Linked DNA regions of Pan troglodytes: regions 1, 3 and 4 are each linked to region 2. The links are chromatin contacts, called in public Hi-C and HiChIP or PLAC-seq maps. All regions are on one chromosome and are shown on one strand. The core of a region is the stretch at or near the end of the contact, and the rest is flanking DNA. Distances in the headings are between cores, read along the strand shown.

Region 1 (4,973 bases), core at 780-3,279, 210 kb before region 2:
GATCCTTCGCAAGACTGAGCCACTGGGCTGTGGGGGAAGGGGTCAAGGCCATATCCCAATACGTGTAGGGCGAGGGTCCCTGCTGGCACATTCAGGCTGTGCTGGGAAGAAGAGACCTGAGCTTGGAAGGAACCGGTCCCCGACGGTTTCTGGTTGCCTCGCCTCTTCCCCCTTTTGTCAGCTGAGCAGTTTGTGGTTTCTATGCCCGCAAGTTTCAGGAAGTATTCACAAAAGAAAAATACATTTTTTTCCCGAGGGGTGGGGCAGGGACAGTGGAGAGGGTGCTAGGAAATGAGCCCCCTGGGAAAGGGGACCAGGCCGTGATGTTAAATATCTCCGGCTCCCAAGTGACTGGATTTCCCTAGGACCTTCAGACCAACAGACTTCAGACCCTCAGACCTGCCCCGGGGCCAGGTGGGGAAAGTGAGGGCCGTACAAGGAAGTGAAATTCTGAGTTGTTGGGGCTAAGCCTGACGCCCTCTCCATGCTCCCCGCCCCAACCCACTCTGGCCTCAGTAGATTTTTTTTTCAGTTGTGGTTGTTGCCCAGGCCGGAGTGCAGTGGCGCCATCTTGGCTCACTGCACCTCCACCTTCCGGGCTCAAGCGATTCTCCAGCCTCAGCCTCCTGAGTAGCTAGGACTGCAGGTGCTCCACCACGCCCGGCTAATTTTTGTATTTTTAGTAGAGACGGGGTTTCCCCATGTTGGCCAGGCTGGTCTCGAACTCCTGGCCTCAGGTGTGATCCGCCCGCCTCCGCCTCCCCAAGCGCTGAGATTACAGGTGTGAGCCACCGTGCCCAGCCCCTCAATAAGTTTTAAGGAGCCCCCAGCCCTCCTCCCTTCTGGGCCTGACCAGCTTATACTGCTCCATCTTCCCCGGCCACATGCCCCGCCAAGTACTGCACAGGGACCCCCCGCCCAGGGGCCCTGCTCCGTGAGATAATGTGAAATACGACTGTGGACCAAACGCAATAAAACCTCTGTACGAAGAGAAGGTGGCCAAGAGAGTTGGCGTCGATGAGGGCGTGCTTTGCTTTGATGCTTTTGTGGGGAGAGAGGAGGTCTTGGGGGATGGGGGGATCAAGGGGAAAATGTCCACCTCACCATTGGGAGGAGGAGCAAAAGCTGAAGCCACAGGTGAGTCTGGGTGGAATGAATGATTTGAAGGGCCGGGACTTGGGGTAGAGGGAGAGGCTGGGCTTCCTGGCCAGTTGGAGAGGAGGCAGTTCCCTCAAATGCCCCCCATGCGCTTTGGCTGCACCCTACTTTACAGCGCGTCTCGTGGCCTCAGCCTGGATGTCTCCCCGTTGGCGAACTCCTATTTATCCTCAAAGCCCCAACGGCAATGCCACCTCCTGCCACGGGAGCCGTCCCCACGCCTCTCACTCTCCCCAGCGCCTTCAAAGCTGTGGACCCACACGCTCCCATTTCAGCTTCACCTCCAGCCTGAAGAGTTTATTTCAACTCTTCTTCCAGAGTGGGAAACGGGTTTTCCTCAAAATCAGGGTAGCCACTATCATCGGAGACTCTAGAATGTTGGGGGCCCCCTCCCCCTTCTGCCATCCTCTGCAGAAGCCGAGGAGCGTTCGTGGAATGAATGAATGCACGAATGATCTAGTGGAACCCCCACTTTACAGACGGACGAGTGTAGTCCCAGAGTCTGGACTAAACTAGAGGGAGCCTGGCCAGCCCCGGGGACAGCGGGGACAGAGGGAACTCCTGCAATTCGGAGCTGCGGTATTGCAGCCGGTTATGCAACGTGGGGAGGCAGCCTGGCTCCCCAAAGACAGAGCAGCCTCGTTCCCGGAGGCCGGCCTGCCTGGGACCTGCCGGGCACTCCGCCACCCTATGGTGATGCAGCAAGAGCCGCGCGGTCCCTTTAAGAAACCCGGCTAGGCGAGGCCCTTCTGTGATCCCGCCTCCTCCCTTGGCCCGCGCAGCTCCGACGGAGCAGGCCCGTGAGTGACGGGCAGACCGCCCAATAGCAGCGTGCAGAGGCAGGGGCGTGCCCCGGCGCTGCTACCTGCGCGGGCAAGCTCGGCGCACTTGGCTTAAGGGGCTGCGCGCTCCCTGCCTGCTGCTGGGCGGAGGGAAGGCGGCAAGAGCTGCGGCGCCCCTGGAAGGTGAGAAGGACTCGGAGAGGGAAGAAGGCCCGAGACTCGAGAATGCGGGGTTGGGGCCGGGAGGGATGCAAGTTCCCTGGGAATTAGGGGGTCCAGCCTCTGACCCTTCGTTTCCTTCCGGTGAATGTTGACGACGGCTGAATTGATCACTGATTCTCAAGGGGGGCATCGGACATCTGGGACCCTTAAGAGGGCCTTTGCCGATCACACACCTGCAGCCCCCTGCCCGTTAGAACTCCTGCACTCCCCCTTGCCCCGTTTTACAAATGGAGAAACTGAGCCCACTCCCCCAGATCCTAAGTCCCGCTTGATGTAAAGGAAAGAACCCTGGCGTAAGGGTCTGGGTCTGAGGTCCCAGTTCCGGCCTGGTCACCTTTAGCAACTTCCTGCCCCTCTGTCAGCGTCAGATTCTCCATCTGTGTCAGAGGTGGACCGGCCCAAGGAAAAGAGATCAGGAATCGCTGACTCCAGGAGTCTCTATCCCAGCCCCTTCGCCTGACTCTTTCTCTGGCTCCCGCGGTCCCTCTGAGCGATCAATGCTACATAAGGTGTGGGCAGAGCTGGGGTCGTGCCTCCAGCTGGGCGACTGCCTGTCTCTCTGGGTGCCTGGGTTTGCTTTCTTGGGCCTCGGTTTCCACTTCTGTAGAGTGGGGTGATAGTCCAGCACTTCCCCTGGGCGTGTGAAATGGCCAGCACTGCCAATATTCGTTGCTATTATCTTCGGAGAACAGTGAGGGGAAAGGAATCCTTGCCTGGGCTGGGCCAGGCAGGAGGCTGGGGGTCAGGACCTGGAAGAGGCTTCCAGGTGAGGCTTGGGGTGGAGCCTGGTGACGAAAGCGTTAAGCCCAAACTCGGTCCCTGGAGGATTAGAGGATGGTCTTTAAGTCCCCAGCTGTCAGCCCTGCTCAGAGCGACAGTCCTGGCAGCCAATCAGATGCGAGGACGGCTGCGGGTTGCGCTCCCATTGGTTTACTCCACCCCTGGGGTAGCGGAGCCTCCTTATCAAGTGACTACTGTTTGCCTCGCTCTAATCAGAGCTTCCAGGAACCCTGCGCTGTGGGATAGAGGAATGAGGTTCAGAAAGGGGCAGGGAGTTGCCCGCAGCCTCACCGCACGTCTTCAGCCCGACCGTTGTCCTGACCTCTCTGTCCCGTCCCCTGCCCAGTCTCACCATGGCCTTCTGGACACAGCTGATGCTGCTGCTCTGGAAGAATTTCATGTATCGCCGGAGACAGCCGGTAACGCCCCAGTGTGAGACCAGGGCCGGGTGGGCAGGCAGCCCCCACTGTCCCCCACCATCTCCCACCTATTCTCCCCCAGGTCCAGCTCCTGGTCGAATTGCTGTGGCCTCTCTTCCTCTTCTTCATCCTGGTGGCTGTTCGCCACTCCCACCCGCCCCTGGAGCACCATGAATGTGAGCCCCCCCAGGGACCAGGCACTTTGTGTGTGTAGGGGAAGGCAGATGGCTCACCCGTGCACAGGAATCCCCCGTGCATGTCAGGGAGCCTTCACCAGGCTGCCAATACATGGCATGGGAGTGAGCTCTCCATCGCTGGAGGCATGCAAGCGGTGCCGGGCGACCCGATGGGGGTGGAGTCAGGCAGAGTCCACAGGGCCTCAGCACCAGGCGTCTCCCCGCAGGCCACTTCCCAAACAAGCCACTGCCATCGGCGGGCACCGTGCCCTGGCTCCAGGGTCTCATCTGTAATGTGAACAACACCTGCTTTCCGCAGCTGACACCAGGCGAGGAGCCCGGGCACCTGAGCAACTTCAACGACTCCCTGTGAGCCAGAGGCAGTGGGTGCGGCTGGCCTGCAAACTCGGGGCTGCAGTGCCGGCCGGAACCCCGCCTCCTGCCCTCTCTCTGTCCCCAGGGTCTCCCGGCTGCTAGCCGATGCCCGCACTGTGCTGGGAGGGGCCAGTGCCCACAGGACGCTGGCTGGCCTAGGGAAGCTGATCGCCATGCTGAGGGCTGCACGCAGCACGGGTGAGGAGGCCGGGGGGGCCTCTGGCAGGGCTGAGCTCTGAGCCTCAACTTGCCGGGCCGTGAAATGGGCACAGGGTGGGGGTGGGTGCCTCAGGCCAACGTCCCCCCAGCCCCATGCTCCCGTGCGCTCCTCCCCCAGCCCAGCCTCAACCAACCAAGCAGTCTCCACTGGAACCACCTATGCTGGATGTCGCGGAGCTGCTGACGTCACTGCTGCGCACGGTAGGGTGTCGGGGCGGGACCGCGCTGACTTCCTGGGACACTGCACTGGGGATGTCCTGGCACTGCCCCACCCCGGGCCAAGGACCTCCCGTTCCAGGCATCCAGGCTGTCCCTGGTCCCTGCGGTGATGCTGCTTGTCCTTTCTGGGCCCCCAGAGTGTGTCTGACCCAGTGACGAAGACTCGTCTGTGAGATCTCGAATGAGTCCCTTTGCCTCTCAGAGCCTCAGTTTCCCTATTTGTAAAGTGGGGGCTATGATAGTATGGTCTGCCTGGGAACTGGCCAGAGCGCTGGACCCCTAGTGAGTGCTCAAAGTCATTGTCACCCTTGTGGTCTTTCTCCCCAGGAATCCCTGGGGTTGGCACTGGGCCAAGCCCAGGAGCCCTTGCACAGCTTGTTGGAGGCAGCTGAGGACCTGGCCCAGGAGGTACGAGGTCCCACTCATCCTCAACCCCCATGGAGGCAATGTTGGCAGGCAGCCTGCGCCGGGAGGGTCTGGGGCAGCCCGGGCACTTCCCTTGGGTGGGTTTTCAGGAGAATTAGACAGCGAGAGGGAGAGGCTGCCCCTGGCCCAGTGCCCTGCCCTCGTTAGGGCTTGGAGGTGGGATCATTGCCAGCTCCGTCTGGTAACCTCTCTCTAGC
Region 2 (5,476 bases), core at 2,761-5,260:
CCCCCTGCATGTGTGAGGACACGCCTGTGTCCGGTGTGCGGCCGGCTCCCTCTTTCTCCCGTGTGCAATGACCCGGCGGGCCAAGGAGGGCTGCGGTGGCTGGCAGGTCATAGGTTGACCTTGGTCCTCGATTGGGGACAGGGAGGGGAAGGAGCCTCCCCGGCTGTGGACACCATGGGGGACACGCAGGGGCCCTTACCGAGGTGCCTTCCCCAGAGTCGCTAGATGCCGAGGGGCTGATCTCCGCGAAGTCAGTGGCGCCCGCGGCTGAGTTGTAGGGGTCACCTGGCAGGGCGGAGCTGGGGCCCACAGAGCGGCCGGTGAGGGCCTTCCCCGGGGGCTGTGGGACAGAGCCAGGTGGGGGAGGAAGCAGTGACAGGTCAAAGAGCATGGGTGGGTGAGGGACATGGGCGGGTGAGGAGCGTGCTGGGCTCGGCCCCCTGCCCTGCTCCACCCCACCCCGCCCATCCCGAGATGAGGGCCGCCCAGAAAGAGAGTGGGTGAGGGCGTGGGGGTCCGGGAGTCCCCGGGGCTGCCTCCCGTCCCCCGAGGAACTGGGGCTGCTGCCCATAGGCTCACCTGGAAGATGGCCAGAGTGGCTTTGGGAGAGGTGGCTGGGTGGGGCGTGGCGGCTGAGCTGGCCTCGCCTGAGTCACACTCGTGGATGGTGACAATCTTGAGGGGCGGCAGGTGCAGGTGCGTGAGCCGGGCATTCTTCAGGTGGTGGAAGTCCCCCTCCGTCAGTGTGTACCTGCGACAGCATCTGGCCGTCAGAGCCCGCCCACCTCCCATGCCCGATGCCCCAGCTGCCGTGCTCTGCCATCCACCCTGCCAGCCTGGGCAGGGGCAGGCGAAAGGGGGGCAACTGGCCAAGGCCGCCCCACCCCACGGTCCCAGTCCAGGAGCCTCCGCCTTGGTCCCTGCAGCCTCCGCACCCAGCTCCTCCCCTGTCCCGGCGGCCGGGACCTCAGGCCCTGGGGTGCCTCCCAACGCCGCCCCGCTTACCGGCGGCCCTTGTCCTGCGTCTTGCGGCTCTGCTCGAACAGCGCCGCCTCATTGAAGGAGACCCGGCGGCCCGTGGAGCTGGTGGACAGGAAGCGTTCGGTCTCCGCATCCTGGCACTCGGGGTCCTCTCCCCGGAAGTTGGGGTCTGCGTGGAGAGGCAGGAGAGGGTGGGCCCCAGGCGGGCCACGCCAGGCGCCTGGTCCCGGGAGGGCTGCTCCTCCGGGCGGCCGGGGCAGGGAGGGCTGGAGCCGCGGCGCTGGCGGCCGGGCGGGCGGGGCGAGGGACACTCGTCCATCCGCTCACACACTCACTCGCTCAGCACGCGCCTGGGCCCACCTACGCCTGGGCGTTAAGGAAACAGAGATGAGTCGGAATCGAGCTGCGCCCAGTCTGGTGGGGGAGACAGACAGACACAGACGGTCAGGCAGCCCGAGGGGGTGGCGGGTGGCCGAGGGGCGGATGGACAGGCGAGCGCACAGCCAGGCTGGCCAGCACCTCACCTTGGGCCGGGTGGGTGCCGTTGTCCAGGTAGGTGGTGGTGGTCTTCTCCGCTTCCTCCATGGCCCTGGGAGAGACGTTGGGAGAGCCCAGTGGCACGGAGGGCCCAGATAGCCACAGTGGGTCTCGGCTCTCTGCCCCAAGCCAAGCCCGGCGCATCACCCAGTCTCCAGAGGCACAGCCCACTCTGTGACTCAGAAGCCAGTGAGGTAGACCCCCCACCACCCGATGGCACCCACACCCACCATGCACCTGCCCAGCCGAGGTGGGGGCCTCGCACCTGTTGAGGCGCTGGTGGACGTCCCAGCAGCGCTTGCAGAGGAGCAGGACGCCGGACAACACCACCAGCGTGCCCCCCACGAACAGCGACATCACCACCACCAGCAGCACGTAGTTGTCCAGGATGGGGTCTGGCTCTGCCTGCGGGCGTGCAGGGGGGGTCAGGTGCTGCTGGCCTGGACGATCTCCTGCCCCTCCCACCTGTCCCCTGCACCCACCGTGGGGCGTCCAGTGGCATTGTCCCACGACGTCGTCAGGGCTACTGTGGCAGTGGTGGTGGTGGTGGCGGTGGCGGCTGTGGCCATGGTGGCTGTGGGCTGCATTCTGAACTGGGGAGGAGGGCCCTGTGGGGAGGAAGCCTGGTCAGCTCCAGCTAGACCTAATTCTTCTGCAGGAGCCACTGCAGACAAGCCGGGTCTTCCCTGCAGGAACAGGAGCCCACACAGGGGGCAGTGACTCATGGAGAGGTAGCAGAGCCGGAGGCAGCCTCCACCCGGCTTGGCTCTGCCCAGCGGGCCCCGGGGGCTCTCTCTGGACCTCCATCTCCCATCCCCATGGCGGGGGAGGAGGCCTGGCCCTCTGAGGGTGCGCCTGTGCCCATCACAACTGCACACAGCCGGTGCGGCCTGTCCTGCAAGGTAGCGCCAGGCCCTGGAGCTCAGCGCTGGGCAGGGCAAGCACTCGGAGGAATGGGGACGCCAAGGCGGTGCAGCCGGCTCGAGAAGGACTCCAGACGCCCTGTCCGCCCCATCACGGGGGTGGGGGGCTACCCCCACCCCAAGAAGTTCAGCTACACCATGGCAGGGCCCACCCGGCCATGGTTGGGTAGAGGGAGACCTCCCGCTGCCTGCGCGCCAGGGAGGGTGCAGGGGCTGGGCGCGTGCTCCCGGGTCACGACTCCGGGAGGTGGAGGTCTCCCCGGTGCTGAGTGCTGGTGGGAGTGCAAGGGACAAAGAAGGCGCATCTGTTCCCAGCCCCGGAGAAGCTGGTTCCCATGGCGACTGCGGAGCAGGCCGCGGCTGGGGAGGCGGGTTGCCAGGGAGCGGCGGGGAGGGGGCGCGGGGGCGGCGGCCTGGGGGGGGGCGGCGGCCTCGGGGGGGCGGGCGCGAAGCCGCAAGATGGCCGCGGCCTCCTCCCCGCCGTGCCCAGCCCGGGCGCCCGGAGCATCCCCGGCCGCCTTACGCTCGGGGGAAACTGAGGCGGGGCGCGGCACCAGGGAAAGGAGCAGCCTGGACGCTGCGCGGCGCAGCCGGGTGGGGAGGCCCGGGAATCGCAGGGGGTCGGGGCTGGCGCCGGGGTGCTCGGCGGCCCCAGGTCAGCACCGCACGCGCGAGACCTCTCCCGGAGCGAGAGGAGCTCACAGGCGGCAGCCGCTCCTGCCCCTCCCGGACTTCCGCCCACACGCGACAGCGGGAAACTGAGGCCCAAAGCCGGGCAGGGTCCCGGCGGGGGCTGGTGTCCTCAGCGCTCCCGGTCACAGGCTGCCCGGGCCCTGGTACTGGGGGAAGGGGCCGCATATGTAGGTCGGGAAATGAGTTCAGGCTGGAGGGGGTGGGGACAGGCGCAGGATGGTGACCGGAGGCCGGGGAAGATGGCAGGAGGCCGAGGGGAAGAGGGGGGCTCCTGGGGGAGGCGGCTGCGGGAGCCGAGGGCGGAGGTTCCCCACGGGGCAGCACCGCGCCCCCGAGCCGGCCAAGGGTGGGGATGGCGAGCGAGGGGAGGCAGGGACCCGACGCCAGGGCTGAGCCTAGACGCCATCGTCCTCGCCCGACCTCACAGGGAGAAACTGAGGCTGGGGCGGGGCCTGAGCGGGGGTCCCTCTGCAGGCAGCCGGGTGCGGGGCGCAAGGCCCGGATCTCGGTCCCCACGCCCGCCGGGCTCCTCCGCGCCCTCCCTCCGGCCGCTCAGCCCACAGCCGGCTGCGATCCCCGGCCTGTCCCCCGTCCGCCCCCCGCAGCCCCGAGCCCGCCGCGCCTACCTCAGCGCCGGGACGAGCGGCCCATGGGCGGCGGGCTGGCGGCGGGCGGCTGCGTGGCGCTCGCGGCTGGCTCCGGCGCCCGGTGGCCGCGGAGCAGGCGGAGAATTTATGAATGGAGAGCGCGGCGCGGGGGAGGCCGGCGCGAGAGGAGGGGCCGCGCACGTGACCGCGTTGGCGGCGCGCCCGCTCCGCGCGCCCGGTGCTGCCCGGTCCCCGGCCCGCCGCCCCCGCTGCGCTCGCCGCTGGGTCTGGCTGGCTCCGCGCCGGCCACCGCCTCCCCTTCCCTTCCGGCCGGCGGGGGCGGGGGGCGGAGCCTGCGCTCCCGGGCGCCCACTCCGCACGCGGAGCCGCCCCCCGCACCCGCCGCGGCGGCCGAGCCCCGCCCCCGGCCCATCGGCACGATTCACCTCGCCCGGTCCTGAGGTCCCAGGGACGCAGCTCGGGGTGTCCTGGAATTCACGACTCTGCAGCCCGAGGTGCGCCGCGTGCGCAGGAGGGGGTGGGGTCCGGGGGGGCACGGACTCCCCTCTCACGTTGCTTGGGTCCGTGGGGGTTCCGGGGCGGCACAGCCAGGGCCCCTCGGGCACAATTCCCCTTTAAGCTGCACAGCCCAGGGTCTCTGGACACAGGCGCCCCGCCTGCTTCCCCACGCAGGTCCCCTCTGGCACTGTGGAGGGCTCGCCATGCCTCTCCTGCCCCCTCCCCTGTGTGACAGCGATCACAGACCCCGGCACAAAGCTGAGCAGAGCCCATCGGGGTCCAAACGTGCACTCACAGAGGCCTGCTCCTCGCAGGGTGACATCAGAACGACACCCGCAGAAACCCAAAGCCCAAAGCTGCCCCCGCTTCTCCCTCTTAGACCATCGAACCTCACCCTGCAGATACTCAGGCCACACACCTGCCACCAGCCTGGCCCGAGCGCCACCCCAACCCCTCTGAGCCCACGCCTAACACCCCACAGCGCCTCCTCTTTCTCGTCCCAAAGAAAGGCTGACACCGCTCTGGCACGTGGCTGGCCCAGCTCAGCCTCCCCGCCTCTGCCCTTGCAGGTGCCCTGTACCCAGGCCTCTGTCCATTCAGCCAGAGATTCACCCCGGTTTCCTTCAACTCCTTCCCCAGCTTCACAGTCTCGGCGCTTCTGCTCTTGGCTCCCAGCCCATGCCTGGGTCCCCTCCTCTGCTACGTCCCTCCAAGGCCCTATGCCTTGCGCCTTGCCTGTTCCTGTGTGCTGTGGGGCCACCACTCCGCTAGCTGTGAACTCCAAGGGCAGCCCCAGGGAACCTGGTGCCAGGCAAATGGGAATTGCATGGGCAAAGGTTTTGAGGCAAAAAAGTTTGCAAGTCAATGCCCGTGGAGGAAGCAGAGAAATCGTCTTGTTCCCAGCAGGACCATGACATGGGCAGGCTTCAGGGTTTTTTGTATTTTGTTTTTGCTTTTTGGAGAGACAGAGTCTCGCACTGTCGCCCAGGCTGGAGTGCAGTGGTGTGATCACGGCTCACTGCAACCTCCACCTCCCGGATTCAAGCAATTTTCCAGCCTCAGCCCGGAAGGTAGTTGGGACTACAGGTGCGCGCCATCATGCCCAGCTAATTTTTTTTTTTTTTTTTTTTTTTTTGTAGAGATGGAATCTTGCTATGTTCTCCGGGCTGGTCTCGAACTCCTGGGCTCAAGAGATCCTTCTGTCTCAGTCTCCTAAATTGTTGGGACTACAGGTGT
Region 3 (4,854 bases), core at 716-3,215, 140 kb before region 2:
ATCTATGACGCCTCGGTGCTGCATCTGGCAGGCCTGAGTCGGGGGCAGTGGCGGGGGCTGGCTCATAGGTCCCCCCAAGTCAACCCGGCCCTGAGTCTGTCTCTGAAGAAATATTCAGTGCAGGGTCAGAAAAGGTTAAGACCTTGCGGGCAACATACAAATCCCAAGCACCTAGGCGGGGTAGAGGGGCTCACGCCTGTAATCCCAGCACTTTGGGAGGCCGAGGCAGGCGGATCACCTGAGGTCAGGAGTTCGAGACCAGCCTGACCAACATGGTGAAAGCCCGTATCTACTAAAAACACAAAAATTAGCTGGGCATGGTAGCACATGCCTGTAATCCCAGCTACTCAGGAGACTGAGGCAGGAGAATCACTTGAACCCGGAAAGCGGAGGTTGCAGTGAGCTGAGATGGAGCCACTGCACTCCAGCCTGGGTGACAGACCAAGACTCCTCAAAAAAAAAAAAAAAAAAAAAAAAAAAAAAAATCCAAACCCCTGCCTGTACAGGGGTCAAAGTCCAATCACAGTGACTCAGTTCCCAAGTATGAGATGAGTGTTTCTGTTGCCACATGTCCAAGCCACGAAGTGAAAAACAGAGTTGGAAGCCAAGATGTGGGGCAGTATGGGCTCTGGGTGTGCCCATACCTTGTAATGTTAGAACTGTAAGAAAACCCTCCAGATTTGTTTATTTTCTGAGCACATACCGCGCATCCCTGCGTGGGCAGCTGCCCCTGGGGGTGGGAGCCCAGGAAACTCCAGGTTCTCAGTTAAATGGTAACTGTCTGGATGACTCTCAGGTCCCAGTGCCCACGTTATATAAGCGGCTCAGCAACCAGACCCAGGGATGGGGAGTCACTGACCCCCTGCGCCCATGGCAGGGGTGAGGGCAGGGACACCCCCATAAGATGGAGCTGTGATGAGAAGCAAACCCAACTCAGTTTGGTTTCATTTACATTAAAAAGGCAAATCCCTTGGCCGGATGTGGTGGCTCACACTTGTAATCCCAGCACTCTGGGAGGCCTAGGCGGGCAGATCACCTGAGGTCAGGAGTTTGAGATCAGCCTGGCCAACATGGTGAAACCCCGTCTCTACTAAAAATACAAAAAAATTAGCTGGGTGTGGTGGCTCGCTCGTGTAATCCCAGCTACTCAGGAGGCTGAGTCAAGAGAATCGCTTGAACCCGGTGGGGTGGAGGTTGCAGTGAGCTGAGGTAGCGCCACTGCACTCCAGCCTGGGCAAAAGAGCAAAACTGTGTCTCGAAAAAAAAAAAAAAAAAAAAAAGGCAAATCCCGGCTGAGCCTTTGGCTCACGCATGTGATTCCAGCACTTTGGGAAGCTGAGGCTGGAGGATCATTTGAGGTCAGGAGTTTGAGACCAGCCTAGGCAACATAGCGAGACCCCCATGTCTACAAAACAATAATTAGCCAGGAATGGTGGATGAGCCTGTTGTCCCAGCTACTCGGGAAGCAGAGGCGGGAGGTTCGCTTGAACCTGGGAGGTCGAGGCTGCAGTGTGCCCTGATCGTGCCACTGCACGTTAGCCTGGGCAACACAGCAAGACCCCGTCTCTTAAAAAAAAAAGGTAAATAGGAGTTGGGGACACTTTTCTGCGAGTTGGAGAAACCAAACCCCCTCGCCGAGTCTTAAGTAGTATTCTCAAGGCTGTCTGGCCTGCGGCCGCGCTGCGCTCAACCACCCGAATAACTACGCTGCCACCCAACGCGCCGCCGGCCAGGCCACGGCCTCCTAGACACAAGCGAGCATGCGCAGTCGTCAACAACAAGTCCGCACGTCCGGTCCCGCCCCACCTTCCCCGCCTTCTTCCCACTCCGGCCTCCCATTGGCTGACGTCGGCGCGAGCGCTCAACACCGACGCGGCTGACCATTGCGCGCTCTGGAGGGCGCGGCCGTGGGAAAGGAGGTGCGGAAAGCCGACGCGCGTCCATTGGTCGGTTGGACGAGGGGAGGAGCCGCTGGCTCCCAGCCCCGCCGCGATGAGCCTCGGCCGCCTTTGCCGCCTACTGAAGCCGGCGCTGCTCTGTGGGGCTCTGGCCGCGCCTGGCCTGGCCGGGACCATGGTGAGCGAGCGCCGCGGCCGTTGCCGGCCCGGTGACCGTTGGGGCGGGCGCGCGATCCCTGCCTCCGCTCGCCGGCGCGGGGAACCCTCGGGCTCCGGTGACCTTGGTGGGGGGCGTCTGGGGGCTCCCCCTCCACACCCCCGGCCGGGCGCGGACGCGGGTGACCGTACTGCGACGCGCTCCGCGGCCCTCCAGGCCGTTGTAGGCGCGCGGGCTGGGTTCGGGGAAGGGGAAGGGGCAGTTCAATGCGCGCGCGTTGGGGTCGGGGAAGGGACTGTTCAGGCCGTTGCGGGCGCGCGGGCTGGGGTCGGGCAAGGGGAAGGGGCTGTTCCACGCGCGCGGGTCGTGGTCGGGGAAGGGGCCGTCCAGGCCGTTGCAGGCGCGCGTGCCGGGGCCGGGGGCGGGGGTCCAGGCTTGCAGGGGGCGGGGTCCGGGACGGCTGGGGCGGAGCTGGACCGTTGAGGGCCACGGCGGGGCGTCTCCGGGCCGAGCGGGGCTGCTGCGCCCGAGCGGTTGGGGGCGCGAAGGGCTGGAAATCCCGGATCACGCGCCCCCGGGCGCCGCCCCGCCCCCGCACCTTGGCCTAGCGCGGTGGCGTCACAGTCGCGCAGTCCTGACTACGGCCTCCGGGCCCTTTGTCCCCGGTAGCGGCGCTCGGGGTGGGGGAGCCAGGAGGGGCGGGAGACGGGCGGGTATGGGCCGCGCGGGCGCACGCTCCCCCGGGCGCCGCAGGCAGCGGTGCCAGAGCCGGGGCAGGCGGCGGCCGCGAGCCCCTCGGCGGCGGAAGGCCCCAGCGTGCAGGCGCAGGAGGGCGCGGCGCCGGCGGAAGAAGCCCTGTCCCCGCAGCTTGCGACCGGAGATCCACGAATGTCCCGAGTCCCAGGACCCGGTGCGCGCGGGGCCCCCACACCGGCTGCTGTGGCACATTTTGGGGTTGGAACCCTCTCCCGGCCTCCGGGTCTCCGGTAAAACCGGACCAGAAGTACAAGGGGGCGTGTGCGTTTAAGGAGGAGGAGCGTTCAGGTTTTCAGGGCCGCAGGGCCTCGGTGTCCCCGCCACCGACCCGCTCCCGATCCCTTCCTGCCTCAGGGTCCCGGGCTCAGCCTCCCGTCCACGCTCCCTGCTCAGCTTCCTTTACCTTGCAGTGCGCGTCCCGGGACGACTGGCGCTGTGCGCGCTCCATGCACGAGTTTTCCGCCAAGGACATCGACGGGCACATGGTTAACCTGGACAAGTACCGGTGGGCGCTCGCCTGGGGTGGGGCGCGGGGCCGGGCCCTGGGAGGGGGCCGTGTTGTTCTGCGCTGACGCCGCCGATCCTCGCAGGGGCTTCGTGTGCATCGTCACCAACGTGGCCTCCCAGTGAGGCAAGACCGAAGTAAACTACACTCAGCTCGTCGACCTGCACGCCCGATACGCTGAGTGTGGTTTGCGGATCCTGGCCTTCCCGTGTAACCAGTTCGGGAAGCAGGTGGGCTGCTGCTTCCCCGGGGCCCGCAGAGGCCGGTGGGTGGGGGTGGGCCCTGGCCCTGCAGAGGCCGATGGGTGGGGGTCGGGGTGGGCTCCAGCCTGGAAAGGGCCTGGGAGTGTACAGGGGGCCCAGACTGAGGGGGTGCCAGGCCCCCGACTCACACACCTTGGCCGCCACAGGAGCCAGGGAGTAACGAAGAGATCAAAGAGTTCGCCGCGGGCTACAACGTCAAATTCGATATGTTCAGCAAGATCTGCGTGAACGGGGATGACGCCCACCCGCTGTGGAAGTGGATGAAGATCCAACCCAAGGGCAAGGGCATCCTGGGAAAGTGCGTGACCTCTGGGGACAGTACGGCTGCCGGGGTGGGGGTGGGGGGGCTGCTGGGATGCTCACACCTCCCTGGGGCAGAATGGCTCCGGGGGGGGCGGTTGCGGGGAGGTGCTGGGACTCTCACATCGCGTGGCCTCCTGGGGGTAAGATGGCTCAGGGGGACATAGAGGGCTGTGGAGGCAACCAGGGATGCCCACACCTTTGTGGCCTCCTGGGGACAGGATGGCTCAGGGGCCTGTGGGGGGCTGTTGGGACTCTCACACTGCATGGCCTCCTGGGGTAAGATGGCTCTGGGGGGCCTTGGGGGCACTGTGGCTGTGGAGGCAGCCGGGGAAGCTCACACCCTTGTGGCCTCCTGGAGACAGGACAGCTTGGGGACTGTGGGGGGCTGCTGGGGACGCTCACGTCCATGTGCTTCTTTTCCAGTGCCATCAAGTGGAACTTCACCAAGGTAAGGGGGCTGTGGGGGGTAGGGGACCAGCTTCCCCTGGCCACAGCCGTGGCCCAGATGGGCAGCGGGCAGGAAGGGCAGCCTCAGCCCCTTGCAGGGGTGGCCCCACAGTTTGGACACCGTCTCTCCACAGTTCCTCATCGACAAGAACGGCTGCGTGGTGAAGCGCTACGGACCCATGGAGGAGCCCCTGGTAGGTCTTCTCTAGGGAGCCCGCTTGAGGCTCGGGGGCTTGGGAGGTAGCTGCCCTAACCCAGCTTTCCTCCCCGACAGGTGATAGAGAAGGACCTGCCCCACTATTTCTAGCTCCACAAGTGTGTGGCCCCGCCCGAGCCCCTGCCCACGCCCTCGGAGCCTTCCACCAGCACCCATGACGGCCTGCCTGCAAACCTGCTGGTGGGGCAGACCCGAAAATCCAGCGTGCACCCTGCCGGAGGAAGGTCCCATGGCCTGCTGGGCTTGGCTCGGCGCCCCCACCCCTGGCTACTTTGTGGGAATAAACAGACAAATTAGCCTGCTGAATC
Region 4 (5,197 bases), core at 1,532-4,031, 230 kb before region 2:
TCAGGGCTGGGAGCTCAGCTGCACAGATGCCACAGGATGAAACCACCTCAAAGGGATCATACCAGGGAGGACCTGGCTCTCTGCAGGGAGACCCCCGGAAGCCAGGCGGGCAGGAAGCAGAGGAGCCTTCTGGAACTCAAGGCAGCCTCTGAAATCAGGCAGTTCCAGCCTGCACTTTGCAGATAAGTAAAAGTGAAGGCAGCAGGGTCAGATTCTGTGCCACCAGATTACCGGGTGGAGAATTCACAAAGAACAGATTTCCCCACCCAGGCCAGGCATGGTGGCTCACGCCTGTAATCCCAGCCTTTTGGGAGGCCGAGGCGGGCAGATCACCTGAAATCAGCAGTTTGAGACCAGCCTAGCCAACATGGCAAAACCCAGTCTCTACTAAAAAAACAAAAAAATTAGCCGGTTGTGATGGTGGGCACCGGTAATCCTAGCTACTCCGCAGGCTGAGGCAGAAGAATTGCTTGAACCCAGAAGGTGGAGTTTGCAGTGAGCCGAGATCAAACCACTGCACTCCAGCCTGGGTGACAGAGCAAGACTCCATCTCAAAAAAAAAAAAAAAAAAAAATTCACCACCCAGAGATCTCACAGTCCAAAGCCCCCTGCTGAGAGGAGAGATTGGGGTTACTGAGAACCTCCCAAGAGTCTCCACCCTACACAGAAGAGGGGGAACTCCAGCTCTGGCCCAGCCCCATCTGACCACCTGTGAGTGGTATTGGCCTGGAGATGGAGCCGGGTAGGCTTGATCCCTTTCCAAACCGGGACATGGTGGGACCAGGGCCCAGGCGACAGGGATGCACCTCCCAGGGAGGCTGAGCTCCGTCGGGGGAACCTGGCCTGGCACCCAGCACACACCCTCCACAAGCCTAAGGACACAGTGGCTCCATCCTGTTCCCAGGCTACTCCATGGAAGGAAAACCCACGTCCACAGACCAGCCTCCGTCCACAGTTTCAGGCCCCGTCTGTGGACCCCAGAGCCAGGAAAGGCCGCCTGCCTGCGTAACCCTTCACAGCCCTGCTCAGGTGCCTACTGAGGCGACCATGCCACTCTGGGGGGCTGCAGGGAGGAAGGTGGGAAGGATGATGGGCTGAGCTCTGGCCTGGGGAGGCCACGGATCTGGAGGCTGGGGGGCCTTCCGTGAAGTGGCAGCAGGCTGGGACCCACACCCAGGTCCGCAGGACGGCCAAGGTCCAGCTCCACTTGCCGAGCCCAAAAAAGCAGCCAGCTCCTGACCAACCTGTGTCAGGCTGGGAACTTGCCCACGATCGCAGCCTGGCCCACCAGCATCAGACCCCTCTTTGCAAGCTAGATCCAAAAAGCTCACGGCGCAACTTCAGCAGCCCCCAAGCCCCGGCGCGGCGGTGTTCTGATGCAGAACGAAAACGGCCACGTCCCCATTTCGCCAGGTGGCCCACGACCCCGGCCAGCTTGTTTTCTGAGGGGCTGCAGCTGCTACTGAGCCCCTCCTGTCACCCAAGCAAGACTCCTTCTCAGAGGGAGTCAGGCCGATGCCTGTCCTGCACGGCTGAGTCCTCTGCCATCTGAGGAGGGCGGGAGGGGGACAGAGCCCAAGACGCGGAGGCCGGTGCCTCATAGGGGAGGCACGGGCGACAGACTCACAACCTGAGCTCCTGAAGCAGGAAGGGGGTGGGGACCCAGCGGAGGAAGAGGCCGGGGATGGGGTGGTACACTGCTGCCGGTGACTTTGCCGCTAACCCTAGCGAGGTGACCTCAGCTAAGTCACATTCCCCTGAGGCTCAGGAGCGGGGAACGGGGTGGGGGCAGCTGAAAGGCTACAAGGAGGAAGAGAGGGGAGTGGGGAGTGGACTTCCAGGACAGGGGTTGGTCCGAGGGAGCCCTGTGTCAGGCTGGGTTCTGGGCCAGCACATTGGGAGGGGAGAGAGGCCTCGGAACTGAGGGTCTCAGGCGGCAGAGTCAGGGGTCAAAGGGCGGGAGGTGCTACCTCGCAGGCCAGGACCGGACTCCAAGCCTGGGTAGGTGGGGACCTGGGAAAGGCGGTCGCCGGGGACAGGATGGGCCCTGGAGGGAGCTGACAGTGAGGTTTCAAGAGTAGAGAACAGCGGCTTCTAGTGCAGCGGGACCCAGCCTTCCCGGGTGGACGTCCCCGGGCGGGATGGGGTCACGAGACGGTGTCCCTGGCCAATCCCAGGGTCAGAGGTCGCGAGGGAGAGCCCTAATCGGTAGGGCCGGGTATAGGCCTCAGGGTGCAGGGTGGCGCTCGGTGTCCCCAGCGGGGCCAGGGGTCGCGGTCGGAGGTAGCAGACTTGGGGGTCGGGACAGCCGCTGGGGTCAAGGGTCGGGGGTCGGGGCCGCGGTCACCTTGAGCAGCACGAAGAACTCGAAGAGACGGCGGAAGGCGGGCGGGAAGAGCCGCGAATAGGTGACAGCCATCTTGAAGAACAGCGCGTGGAAGAGCCGGTCGCGCACGTTGATGAGGGGGTTGGGGTTGAGATTGGGGGTGCGAGGCCCGCGCGCGGGGGCCGGGCCGCCGCCGCCGCCGTTGGGCCCGGGCCCCGCAGCTGCGGGCTCCACGTGCTCCGACATGCCTCCCAGCGTCGCGCCCTAACGACCCGCAAGTGTCCGAGGGCGCCTCCCGGCCGCCATCGGCCGCCCTCGCAGCCGCCGCTCTCCTCACGGCCTCCCGGCCGCCGCCGCCATCTTCCGCCTTCTCGTCCGGCTGCGGCGCTGCTGACGCTAGCGAGTCGCCACGCCGGGCAAGAGCGGCCCCCCTGCGCCCGCAGAGAACGCTGGGATGCCAGCGGCGCCCGCGGAGGCCTCACCCCCTACCTCGGCCGCTCCAGGGGGGCGGGACTGCATCTGGGCCACCTCTTTTGCATATTGGCACCCACAATCCACCGCGTCTATGAGGCCAGTATAAGGCGGTAAAATTACGATAAGATATGGGATTTTACGTGATCGAAACATCAAAGTAAGCGTAAACACGAAAGTTGTTCTGCAACATACCACTGTAGGAAATTATGCTAAATATGAAACCGACCATAACTTATCCTAATCATAAAATGTTTTGATTGAAGGGCTTAAAATAGGTGTGACGGTAACCGTTGAGTCGTGCTTGCTTCGGCAGCACATATACTAAAATTGGAACGATACAGAGAAGATTAGCATGGCCCCTGCGCAAGGATGACACGCAAATTCGTGAAGCGTTCCATATTTTTGCTGTAGTCCCCAGCTCGTCACCTCGTTTGGCTTCTCTTGCCCGGATCCTCCCATGACGTCACAAGGCCAGTGACGTCATATCCATCTCCTGTGGCACCACTAAGGTTGGCGGTAGAACAATCTGGCAGTCTCCACTCCTGCGTGGCGCTGTGCCACCTGCCCCCGTAGCTTCGCGCAGCAATAAATAAATAAGTGCTCTTCAGGGGCACTTACTGAGTGCCGGCTGCGTACACAAGAGGATACTATGGTTTTTGGGTTTTTTTGTTGTTTGTTTGAGATGGATTCCCGCTCTGTCGCCCAGGCTGGAGCGCAGAAGCGCGATCTCGGCTCTCTGCAACCTCCGCCTCCCGGGTTCAAGCCATTCTCCTGCCTCAGCCTCCCAAGTAGCTGGGATTACAGGCATGCGCCACCACGCCCGGCTAATTTTATATTTTTAGTAGAGACGGTTTCTCCATGTTGGTCAGGCTGGTCTCGAACTCCTAACCTTAGGTGATTTGCCCGCCTAGGCCTCCCAAAGTGCTGGGATTACAGGTGTGACCCACCAAGCCCGCCAAAAAAAAGTTTTGTTTTGTTTTGTTTTTTGAGACGCAGTCTCACTCTGTCGCCCAGGCTGGAGTGCAGTGGCGTGATCTCGGCTCACTGCAACCTCTGCCTCTTGGGTTCAAGCAATTCTCTGCCTCAGCCTCCTGAATAGCTGGGATTGCAGGCTTCCACCACCACACCCGGCTATTTTTTTTTGTATTTTTAGTGGAGACCAGGTTTCATCATCTTGGCCAGGTTGGTATTGAACTCCTGACCTCGTGATCCACCCGCGTCAGCCTCCCAAAGTGCTGGAGTTACAGGCATGAGCCACCGCGCCCGGCCCCCCAAAAAAATGTTTTTAAAAATTAACTGAGGACGTTGGTGCATGCCTGTAATTCCAGCTACTTGGGAGGCTGAGGTGGGAGGACTGCTTGAGCCCAGGAGTTGGAGGCTGCAGTGAGCCATGATCGTATCCCTGCGCTCCAGGTTGGATGACTAAGTGAGACCCTGTCTCTAAAAAACAAAGTGTAAAAAAGCCAACAGTCAGTATTTTTAGCTTTTTTGGGTAGAGTAACTACTCCACTCTGCTGTTGTAGAGAAAACGCAGCCGTAAATGATACATAAATGGATGGGCACAGCTGTGTGCCAATAAAGCTTTGTCTGCAGACACTGGAATTTGAATGTTATGTAATTTCCACGTTTGATAGAATGGTTTTCATATTTTGGGTTTTTTTTTCAACCACTTAAAAATGTAAGAGCCATTCTGAGCTCACAAGACATACAAAAATAGGCTGCAGCTGGGTTTGGCCCACAGGTCAAGAACACAGCTGTCCAAGAGAAAGATAAGCAAATAACAAACATAACTTTAAGTGTTCTGGTAGCCACAGTAAAACAACTAAAAAAGAGCAAGTGAAATTAATTTTAATAATATATTTTACACATCTCAAGTTATCCAAACAAGGTCAGGCGCGGTGGCTCATGCCTGTAATCTCAGCACTTTTGGAGGCTGAGGCGGGAGGATCATTTCAGCCCAGGTGTTCAAGACCAGACTGGGCAATATAATGAGATCCTGTCTCTACGAAAAATACCAAAAATTAGCTGGGCACGGTGGTGTGTGCCTGTGGTCCCAGCTACTTGGGAGGCTGAGGCAAGAGGATTGCTTAAGCCAAGGAGTTGGAGGCTGCAGTGAGCTGTGATGGCACCATTGCACTCCAGCCTGGGCAACAGAGCAAGACCCCACCTCATAAACCAAAAAAAAGGGGGCCGGGCGCGGTGGCTCACACCTGTAATCCCAGCACTTGGGAGGCCGAGGCGGGTGGATCACGAGGTCAGGAGATCGAGACCACCCTGGCAAACATGGTGAAACCCTGTCTCTACTAAAAATACAAAAATATTAGCTGGGTGTGGTGGCGGGCGCCTGTAGTCCCAGCTGCTCGGGAGGCTGAGGCAGAAGAATGGTCTGAACCCGGG

Evidence for each region. A called contact is a pair of places that touch in the nucleus more often than the background predicts. HiChIP or PLAC-seq counts read pairs in DNA pulled down with a chosen protein or histone mark.
Region 1: a contact with region 2 is called in a Hi-C map of stem cell-derived neural progenitor cells, with 3 times the contacts expected there. The contact joins the promoter of ABCA7 here to the promoter of CBARP in region 2. A contact is called at or near these places in 1 of 7 Hi-C or Micro-C datasets (stem cell-derived neural progenitor cells) and 1 of 1 datasets of contacts at active chromatin or transcription factors (stem cell-derived excitatory neurons).
Region 3: an H3K4me3 HiChIP or PLAC-seq map of stem cell-derived excitatory neurons shows a contact between it and region 2, with 3 times the contacts expected there. The contact joins the promoter of POLR2E here to the promoter of CBARP in region 2. A contact is called at or near these places in 2 of 7 Hi-C or Micro-C datasets (induced pluripotent stem cells and stem cell-derived neural progenitor cells) and 1 of 1 datasets of contacts at active chromatin or transcription factors (stem cell-derived excitatory neurons).
Region 4: a contact with region 2 is called in an H3K4me3 HiChIP or PLAC-seq map of stem cell-derived excitatory neurons, with 5 times the contacts expected there. The contact joins the promoter of TMEM259 here to the promoter of CBARP in region 2. A contact is called at or near these places in 3 of 7 Hi-C or Micro-C datasets (blood, induced pluripotent stem cells and stem cell-derived neural progenitor cells) and 1 of 1 datasets of contacts at active chromatin or transcription factors (stem cell-derived excitatory neurons).

Annotation. Positions count from the first base shown.
Region 1 is chr20:3,325,237-3,330,209 of NHGRI_mPanTro3-v2.0_pri, forward strand. ABCA7 (ATP binding cassette subfamily A member 7) reads left to right here and starts at 2,030. Exons shown (of 48, transcript XM_063800935.1): 1 at 2,030-2,123; 2 at 3,159-3,197; 3 at 3,289-3,361; 4 at 3,444-3,537; 5 at 3,765-3,906; 6 at 3,998-4,110; 7 at 4,250-4,332; 8 at 4,678-4,758; 9 at 4,973. The coding sequence starts at 3,193. CNN2 (calponin 2) reads left to right here. Exons shown (of 7, transcript XM_024351867.3): 7 at 1-994.
Region 2 is chr20:3,528,761-3,534,236 of NHGRI_mPanTro3-v2.0_pri, forward strand. It overlaps CBARP (CACN subunit beta associated regulatory protein), which reads right to left and starts at 4,011. Exons shown (of 10, transcript XM_054673706.1): 1 at 3,761-4,011; 2 at 2,001-2,126; 3 at 1,784-1,923; 4 at 1,506-1,570; 5 at 1,006-1,150; 6 at 580-751; 7 at 200-340. The coding sequence starts at 2,105.
Region 3 is chr20:3,391,467-3,396,320 of NHGRI_mPanTro3-v2.0_pri, forward strand. POLR2E (RNA polymerase II, I and III subunit E) reads right to left here and starts at 1,966. Exons shown (of 10, transcript XM_054673703.1): 1 at 1,882-1,966. GPX4 (glutathione peroxidase 4) reads left to right here and starts at 1,905. Exons shown (of 7, transcript NM_001364734.1): 1 at 1,905-2,076; 2 at 3,222-3,316; 3 at 3,402-3,546; 4 at 3,726-3,877; 5 at 4,306-4,330; 6 at 4,464-4,523; 7 at 4,604-4,851. The coding sequence starts at 1,993. The coding sequence ends at 4,636.
Region 4 is chr20:3,303,758-3,308,954 of NHGRI_mPanTro3-v2.0_pri, forward strand. TMEM259 (transmembrane protein 259) reads right to left here and starts at 2,782. Exons shown (of 11, transcript XM_016934513.4): 1 at 2,348-2,782. The coding sequence starts at 2,572. LOC112206464 (U6 spliceosomal RNA) reads left to right here and starts at 3,098; the gene lies at 3,098-3,204.